Linked DNA regions of Anas platyrhynchos: region 1 is linked to region 2. The links are chromatin contacts, called in public Hi-C maps. All regions are on one chromosome and are shown on one strand. Each heading gives the region's core, a stretch centred on a gene start, on an enhancer-like site or on the middle of the called end of the contact. The rest is flanking DNA. Distances are from core to core; before and after follow the strand shown. Region 1 overlaps RAD51B (RAD51 paralog B). Region 2 has its middle 23 kb from the start of ZFP36L1.

Region 1 (4,769 bases), core at 1,552-4,051, 300 kb before region 2:
GGGGCAGTCCAGCAATGATACAGCTCCGAGATATCACCTGCTTGACCTCTCATTTAATGCCCCATCTGGGTGTGTTTCCTTCAAAAAACCGAAGTCCCAAATGTGATCAAATACAGGTCACAGAACAAATTATCAAATGCTAGGGTGTGGCCTTGGTAGTGCACTTTGCTTCATAGATGATCTAGTTTCAGAGCAAAAGTGCCTTATTATCCCCTTTATTGAAAGGGACAAGAATTATGAGACCAGGACACTGCAAGGAAAAACATTCTTTATGGGAATTCCTATGGGAAAATACCCTATGGGTGGAGAGAAAAAAAAAAAAACTCAGCACATCAGAATGCAACAATACAGGCTGGAAGAAGTGCTAGTTGGCTTCCATCTATTACACAGACAGGGAAATTAGCTTACCGTAAAAACTAAAATATCTGCATAAATTCTTAATGTAACAACTGCATTTACATACGCAGCAAAAGATAACAAAATTCAGAAGCAGAAAAAATATTGAGTTTGTACAGGATGACCTTCCATTTTTGGTACAGAAAACACAACTCTCTGAAACCAGATCTACTAAAAACATCTTTTTCTAAATTTGATTTTTATGGATATATGCACTTTTTTGCAGGTTTATTTAGTATTGATTGCAAGGGAAGGTGGCCAATATCTGTACTGGGATCTAGCTCTGCCACAGTTTTTCTTTGCCTTTCTTTGAATGACTGTTGCTATTTTGCTTCAAAATATAGGGGTAATAATACTTAACATGTAGAAATTATTTGATGCAGATAGGGGTAAAAGTGGATAGGTACATATAAAAGCATTGAGATCTAATTAAAATCTCATTGCTGTGGTATGCAAATTAGAATAATATATTGAAACAAAAAGCAGTAATTAATATTGCAGGTCTGCTCGCTGGGCTCAGTAACGAGACCAATTTAAAGAAATCAGTCAGAAAAATATGAAGGAGCTCCCCAGCCAACAAATCCTTCCCTGCTGTGCCCTGTGCCGGAGGCTGGGCAGGGACGTGCAGCTCGCTGCAGCCGGTGCGATGGTCCTGCAGCTGCTTCAGTCAAGGAGCTGCTTGTGGGGTGGGATGCAGAGCTCCCGTCTTCATAGCCCAGCTGTGCACTTGTCAAGAAAAAAGGAGTTGCTGGGAGGCCTCATCTGAAAGAGTGTGAAGCTGCCGTGCATGTGCTGCTCTGCAAAAAGGGCTGGGTGGCAGCCTGGCTAGTGTGTACGGGGCAGCAGGGTATCAGAGGGATGGGGGGGGCAACTGGATGTTGATTGTAGATGGTGGTGGGCCCCCGCCAGGCTCAGCAAGGTGGAACAAGCTTTCAGTGGTGTTCCAAATGAAGGCCAAACAAATACGTCTGTTTAATATAAAGAGTGGTTAACCGTGCTGTCTCGTGTTGTGATCCCCTCAGGTCCTGTGAGCTAAGCTCATTTATTCCACCGCTGTTTGGATGGAGGCCACCCATGGCTCTCTTGGCCTGGTGAGATGAGGAAACATGCAGGGCAGGGGAGAAGTGGAGCAGACTGGTGTTCACTTTGTGGAGTCGGTGCTTCCTCTGACAAGGCTGGCAAAGCCTCTGCTTTCTTGTCACTGCCTTGTAGTGAAAGGACTTGGTCAAACTTCATAAAACTTCAGCTCCATTACTGCTAAAAGCGAAGACGTGATGGGCTTACCTTTCCAATACCACTTATATTTTCCATTTACCTAGATCAGGCAGTGAATTTAGACTGGTGAATTTCAATATGACTCTTAAAAAAAATATTAAATTAGATTGTTGTTTTGATACTGTTATACTGAAGTGTTTGGGGTCAGAATTTTCAGCTTAAAAGGCTGTTAGACAGTTTGCTATATGTGAATTTTAGAAGATTAATGAGAATACTGTGATTTATGATTTTGTTTGTTTGTTTTGTTGTTGTGTCGTTGTTGTTTTTTAAACCAAGCAAGCTTTTCCCTTGTCCTCAACCCCCTAGGCTTTGGCAATAAACAGCTTCTGATTTGCACAGCTGACAAGTCAACAACAGAACAAGATTGTAATATGTTAACAGTTTATGGTTAATAATTAGATATATTTTTTTTTTTCCCAGTAAGGAAATAACTGTTTTTTTTGTTTGTTTGTTTGTTTTGGATTTTTCTAATGGGAAGATTTACATTAAAATATCTCGTATATCCATAAAAGCAACAGTAGGTGGCAGAATAACTTCACTGGAAGTCGGTTTCTTGATATCCTCAACTTTTTTTCAATGAACTCAGAGAGAAAACCAGACGCATCTATATGAGATACAACCCATTGCTACTCTAGATGGTTGTCTTAACAGAGGATGTGTCAGGCAATTCCAAAACGCTGCAAGGTTTTTGTCAAATTTTAATGTGATTTTTTTTTTTTTTTTTTGCTTCCTACTTCTGTAGGATAGTTAAACCCTTGTGAAGACTATTTCTGAAAAGTTTGTATGTGGTGCCTTGCTGCTGCAGAACATGCACATGCACTAGTCACCAGCTGAAGCATAGCAAATGGTATTTTAGAGGAAGTGTATCTATGTAAATAGTACATACATATAATCCTTTCCTTTTAGACAAAAGCACTCATGTAAACATATTGCCACAAAATGTTTTTGCTCTACAGGATAGTCTTGCTGTCATTTTTGATGAAGAAATAAGCTCCCTGGGAAATTGCTAGTAAATCATGACTGGGATTCTTCAACAAAAAGTAAAGAATCTGTGAAAGACGGATCTGGCAGGATGAGGGGAAAGGGAGGCTGCAGCTGTGACTCACGTTGGGTATATCACGGGCTGTTTACCAACACTTTGGCTTTCTCCTCTACATCTCCCTGGGAGCAATTGCAGCACTCAGAACCGTGAGGGCCTCCAGACAATTCCATTTCAAAGCAATGAAACAATCAGACCACTTGTGAGGTAACAGCTGCCTTCACCTTGCTAGGCAGTCGTGGTAGGCTGAGGTGTACTTGGGCTGCAGCCAGTTCTTCAGTCACAACTGTCTGATTTCAGATTTGGAGAACTACCAGGACCAGAAACAAGGATGTAATTTAATGGTGTTTTCCCTCAGCGTAGCAATGGAAAAGAGTCTAACGTAGAATCACAGAATGGTTCGGGTTGGAAGGGACCTTTAAAGACCATCCAGTGCAACCCCCATAAGTGTAATCAGAACTTCTGTTCTCCATCAAACATCTGGGATCATCCCATCCTCCTTCCATACAGACCGAGATCTGGATTCGGATCACACGTGGCTGGTTTTAACCTGCATCAGGCCCTTTGTCCATGTCGCTTCCTGCCCATACGGGCATCTTCCTGCATGGGGTGGGCAGCAGTCTGGGGATGAGAATGAGAGACAGGAGAGGGCAGGATGGCTTCCTCTCATTGCAGCACTGCCTTAAAACACCTAAGCCATATGTGAAACTACAGCCTTATACAGCAGATTTTTCTCCGTGGAAAAGGTATTAGAAATAATTATGGAAATTAAAGGGTTTTTTAGTGTGTGTGTGTGTATGTGTTTTTTCTCCATAATGGGTGCTTATAAAGATGTCCCCAAAGGAACACATGAACAGTGGTAGTGCCCACAGTGTGTTTTCTTACTTTTCAAATATGGCTAAAATGGCATTGTTGAAAAATCACTTCTTACTCAGATCGGATTTGGTAGCTGCAGTGGCTGGAAATGGACTGTGCACACAAATGGCAGAACCCCACAGGTTAATACAGCTATCCCAAATTTACAGACATGATCTTTTTTAATACAAGGCATGTATTTAAACTTTGGATGGTCACACATAATGAAGCCGTATAAAAATCAATGTTGTGAAGAAGGAAAACAGTTCCTGGAGACTTCAGTCTGATATTTGGGTCTGAAGATGAGGCAGATGTGCCTCATTTGCTCTGTGGTGTTTTAGCATGGGTGTGCTGTGACATTATAGTGACTCACCAGTGTTACACCGGACACGTTTTGTGTGTAAGGTGGTGATCTTGTGAAGATCTAGCAAAGATGAAGAACAGGGGAGTTGCAGATGGGTCTATTATAGCAACATGTCTGAGGGAGTTTTATTTTGTGCTGTGAAAAACAGTAATGCTACAGAGGGTAAGCCTGCAAATGGGCAAAAATATGGTGTGTATGTAGAGTGAGAAAAGGAACTGGCGCATGTTTATGTGCAAGTGCTGTGATGCAGCTGCTTTACAGTGGGTTTTTTTAGGGGTTCATCCACTCTGAAAGTGAACTTTGTGAGGACTCTTTCACACCTAAGGTGTATTCCCTCCAATTGTGTTGACAGGTTTCTCTTTAACTTGCAACTTCAGTATCTTTTTGATCCCATAGATTCTGGCATCTCCTTATCCTTGGAGGTGTTTAAGGAAAGGTTGGGCCTGGTAGGGACACAATTTAGTGGGTGATACTGGTGGTAGGTGGATGGTTGGACCAGATGATCTTGGAGGTCTTTTCCAACCTTAATGATTGTAAGTTTCTATGATCTCTTTTATTTGAAAATAGCTGTGGGATCAATTTAAGTATTTGTCTAAGGTTATTTTTTCACTGAGGATGTATTTAACATAATCATACTATTTCTTTAAGTGGTCCTTGTCCCCTTTCACTTTTTCTTCCCAGCAGATTCTTTGTTTACTTGCTTTAGAAGTTCTTCAGGAATTTGTTTGTTTTTATGTCCTTGTTTATTTGCTTTTCCAACTCCATCAGAGTTCTCTGGATTTCATTCTTATATATTGACTGTTGTAATTTATTTTCCTCTCCATCAGCTGTATTAGTTTG
Region 2 (4,705 bases), core at 1,951-4,450:
GGACACCGTCCTTCCCATCCTGACCTTGAGCTGGACACTGCAAGTCACACTGAGCCGAACTGCCAGCGGTGGGATCCAGTCTGGAGCTTGCCTTGGTGGTTCCAGCCCCATGCAGAACAACCACATCTCGTCTCATGCTCCTCTGCACGGCTGCCTAATGTCCTCTCTTGCCTGGCTTAGGAATGGCCTCTCCCTGTAGGATATTCCCTACAGTGGGCGTAGGAATCATCTAATGTTAATGCAAGCGTTAAAAGGAGCCCCGTACAGGGTAGGCATGGCCACCTCTTGCTCCCCACAGTGCTCCATGCTAATTAGTGCTAAACCCTGCCTGCCTCCCACCCACCCGGAGCGGCCGAGCAGGTTGCAGTGGAGCAGGAAAGGGAGGGTTGCACAGCACTGCTCAGGCCTCACAGCCAGAGGAACCCCAATCCAATGCCCTCGCGAAGCACTCCAGATTTGCTTGCAGACTCCCTGCACCCACTGTGTTGCAAAATCCCCTGTTGATGTGACTAAGAGTCATGCTGGCAGCCTCGGCTTCGGTTTCTACCTCTCACAGTCCTGAAATGGAGACAGGGAAGTGTCAGATGCTTTCTGTTCTCCTTGCCCAAGACTCTCTGACCACGGGTGTTTTTGCATCCACAGCGTTCAAGGGACCTTTCAGTCAGTGCTATCTCGTGAGTAGCTAAATAAAAACAGACCCAAACGTCGTCGGCTCTGCTTACATCAAGGAAAGGAGAAGCAGCTCTCCTACTACAGCAAACGCTAGCAAAGTTCTGCAAGAGGCAGCTAAAAATAGGGCTGCCCCCTACAACACTTCCGTCCTGCCTTTCACACACTTGCAGCTTTCACGTCCCATCGGCCCCACAATTTCCTTGTCGCTGGTTTGCCCCACGCCCAGTGTCCCCGCGCAGCCCTTCCTGCCGGCAGAGAGCCCCGATGGCTTTGAAGTGCGGGAAGCTCCCTTGCACCGGAGTGAGCGGCCACTTCCCCTGCTTTCTTCACTGTTTTGGTCTGCATCAGTTGCAAGTGAGAAGTGGGACAACCCCCCCGGTGAAGGTCTCGCCCCAAGAAGATGCTGAAAGTCCCTGAGGTGCCGAAGACAAGAAAAGTTTTCCTTAGCGGAGTATTTTCAAGGGTATTTTTCTTGGTAAATGAAATGATGGAAAGTGTTTGTGTGAATACCTCTGGGATAACATTCCCAACCATTCCCTTCCAATTTTGGCATTTGTTCCTGGAGAACCAGGAGCTGAAAATGGCATGAATGTGCTTCTTGGAGTCAAAAGGAAAGCAAGCACACCCGTGGTGTAAAGGAGGGGTTGTGAAGGGGACCTCCTCCGCCTGGTTGGAGGCGCGAGGCTGAGATGCCCTTGGTGCCAGGGTGCTGGCTGTCAGCAGGCCAGTGACACCTGGATGTTGGATGAGGGCACGTGGAAGGTGGAGGTGCGTTAGCCGTGTGCCATAGGAGGAGCAAGAGTGGTGCCAGTTCTGCCAGGGCAGTCTGTGAGGAGTGACATGGGACAGAGCTCGTGGGGACAGGCATCGCTGCTGAGGCAAGGAGAAAGCCATGGTGTGCATTAACCCCGATGAAACTGTTGAAAATGGTCTGTGCTGTTTGCCCAAGGTTTTCCAGACCCTGGGAAAGTAATGCCCATGGGAAGTTGGGCTGATTGGGAGCTCATGAGCATTACTGTCTTCTCCGCTCATCAGTCCAGCAGGTACCGGAAAGGGTAAGGCAGCATGTGCTGGACTCCCAGCAAAGACAAATGGATAAGACAAATCCAAGAGCAGGGCTTTGCCACCTTTTGGGCCACAGGAGGACTGAACAACTTACCACCATGTTGCCAAACAGCAGGAGCAGGGGCCCAGGCAGTCTGGGAGCTGATCCACACCTCCAGGAACTTGGAGTCCACCTGTTCTGGCCTCAAGTGGAGGGATCTCATCTTGAAGGGGAGTCACTTCACAGCCCCTGTTTGTGCTTGGGGGAGTGGATGAGGGGTAGGGTGTGTGGACTGAGAAAGCCAGATGAGTTCCCTTGCTGTAGAAGTACTGATGAGGAAAGAGAACCGTGCCTCTTCACCAGGGGTGGGTGCACTGCCTCGGGCTGTCCCCCCAGAGCCCCGACATGGTTAGGGAACCCTGCAGTTCGAGGCTGCCATAGTGAGCTGGCTTGCAAAGGGCTCAACAGGGGAAGGCATTTCTGAGGAGAGAGCCCCTGGCCAGGCTGCTGGAAGACGGCTACTTCCCCATCGGATGGTAAAACACAGCAGAAAAGCCATCAGCTCAGAAGGCACACCCAGACCACTAGAAATTCTGTCCGGACCAAGCCAGAAAATATTTCCTGAAGCCTCTTTGTCACCAGGCTGCTTTAGAAGAGTGGCACCATTGAAAGTGTAGCTAAGACTGGCTGGAAACAGGGCTGTGGCAGGAGAAGGGTGCCAGCCCCACTGCTGGGTAGCTCCTGTGGGTACACGTGTGTGCATGTGCAGGGAGACGGGGGGGGGGGGCTGGTTCCTCAGCAGCTTTATTTTTCTCAGTCAGGTTCAGAAAAGAAGCATTTGTAAGCTCTCACTACTTCTAAGCCTCGCCAACCACTCTCAAGAACAGCCTGTGAAGGTTTCCTGGGTGGTTGCCTTGTGGTTTCTACCGTTGCAGTTTAGTATCTGGGTCTTAATTCGGCCTCCCCCCTCACCCCGCTGCCCTGCTGGTGGCCACAAAGGCGGGCTGCGTGTGCCCTTTGTCAGGCTGTGCCCCGCGTCCCTCAGGAGCTGCAGCAGGGTCAGGAACAGGCCTGCAGCCCTCAGGCCTTTCTCACAGTGCTCCTCAGGGCAGAGGCAGCCCCAGGGCAGGCAGCAGGATGGGAAGGGACAGGCAGGTGGGCTGACAGCAGATCCTTCGAGGGAGCTGCGCATGCCCCGGCTCCTTCGGCTGGTTTTTGAGGCCCCCGCTCCCCCTCCTCGTCCTTCCGCTCCCCCGGCAGGTGAGCCTGCCGGAAACCACACGAGCGGAGGAAGGCAGAGTTTCCAGTTCTCTAGTCAGGGGTGTTGTTGTGTATTTTTGGTACATAAATACATATTTTTTTTCCACAAAGGCTTGGGTCACCAGGGCTATTTTAAGATGGGTTTTTCAAGTTTCCTCTAAAAAGGGTATTTCGTTGAGGCAGTGTTACAGCACCATCTGGTGGGGTCACAGCTAGCCTCCCGCAGCAGAGGGGCCGTGAGGCTTTCTGCAAATGGCTGGCACGAAGGGGCCTGTGGGAGCAGAGGGCTTCTCGGTCTGTCTTCATGGTGCGCCAGCCCTAGGCAAGAGAGCTGAATGCTCTTTGCGAGCATTGCCTACTGCCGTGCTGAGAAATGTCTGAGGCAACTCAGTCTGTAACACCTGTCTCGAACTCGCAGAGTAGGTTGGAGAATCATCCAGAACGATCGAAGGATTTACAGTATCATCCTGCATATTTTACAGAGGGAGATGCTGCAGTTTGGAGGCTAGTGAATGTTGTGGCAAGAGACCTGGCGACGGGGTGCAGGTACTTCAGCTGTATCCCCATGCTGGTTCTGTAACCAGGGAGAGCCTTCCACACACACCCACCTGCCCTCGGCCTGCCACATTCTGCGTGATGCTAGAATATCCAACAAGTCAAGGACTGGGGACAGCTGCAGTGTGGTCTAGAAGCTCCCAAAGAACACATTTGGATCCAGCAACCCCTGCCTCCCCCAGCCCATGAACTCTATGCTACGGCAGTTGCTTGCTTCACATGATATATCTGATAATAAAGTATGCTGAAGTTTCCTTCTATAGCACAGCATTGCAGCTGACACTCTGGTGCGCTAATTGCTGATATACTGGACAAACCCCACTGTTATGTAAAGTGCACAGTCATAGTGTGGCCACGCATGGGGCAACTTTAGACCCAAGTCCACCTCAGCGCTGGCTGCTACGTAACACCACTTTTCCACTGTGAGTGTAAGCACAAGCCACTCATCGCAGTTTTTCCACACACAGCTATTACTGTTGTTCAGGTTATGTAGACAAATGGGAGTGTGCAGTGCAGGTTTTTGAGATATTAACTGAACTAAGTAAATTTAGAGATTTGGAGTCTCAGAATTTATACACTAACTATCACTCATTCTTACTGAACAATACAGCATAGTGTGATTCTTCTGGCATTCAAGGATAAGAGATACGAGTTACTGGAATAAAAGAAGTTCAGGGAAGGTCATATAACGAGCAGATGTGGATTTTAAACCACACAAGTGCCAGGACTGGAAAAGGGAGCAATTCCTGGCCTGGACTGAAGCATCTACTCCAAGCATGTTGATCTGGATCTTTCCAGCTCAACCTGTCACTGCTGAACACCTGCACAGAACATGGGTTTTCTAGGGTGGGAAAGCAAGGAATGAGGAGAGGAGACCCCGGTTATGGGAAGCAGCCACTGTAACACAAAAGAGTATCGTTCAGTTCCTGTGAAACTCTTTGTCTTTTATTTTAAGCCCTTCATTCATCTTGAAGAGCGGGTTTTACCTTACACTCCCACCTCTTCCTTGTCACTCCCTCATAGTCTAGGCCCAGCAAATCAATAGTAGCGATTGTCCTTTGAACATCTTGAGACTACCCAGGCCTACAGGGTTGCCATTACCTAGTGTTTCACTACAGCACATAATGCGGCCTTGTTTCTTACACAGGCCCCCAGCCTGTTACGCCTTACACT

Evidence for each region. Hi-C and Micro-C count contacts between places; a contact is called where the count stands out from the background.
Region 1: a contact with region 2 is called in a Hi-C map of subcutaneous adipose tissue, with 4 times the contacts expected there. The contact joins two enhancer-like sites. A contact is called at or near these places in 5 of 8 Hi-C or Micro-C datasets (F5 follicle, skeletal muscle, small yellow follicle and 1 more).

What each region holds. Positions count from the first base shown.
Region 1 is chr5:37,681,818-37,686,586 of IASCAAS_PekinDuck_T2T, reverse strand. The region is part of intron 8 of RAD51B (RAD51 paralog B); the gene reads left to right. Among named protein-coding and RNA genes, the nearest start is that of TMEM229B, 190 kb to the left of the region's middle. Within about 2 kb of position 2,801, at least 1 of the 8 cell types and tissues checked has an H3K27ac peak or open chromatin away from gene starts, as enhancers often do. A contact at or near this core is called in subcutaneous adipose tissue, where this site is marked.
Region 2 is chr5:37,379,861-37,384,565 of IASCAAS_PekinDuck_T2T, reverse strand. No RefSeq gene overlaps it. Among named protein-coding and RNA genes, the nearest start is that of ZFP36L1, 23 kb to the left of the region's middle. Within about 2 kb of position 3,200, at least 2 of the 8 cell types and tissues checked have an H3K27ac peak or open chromatin away from gene starts, as enhancers often do. A contact at or near this core is called in subcutaneous adipose tissue, where this site is marked.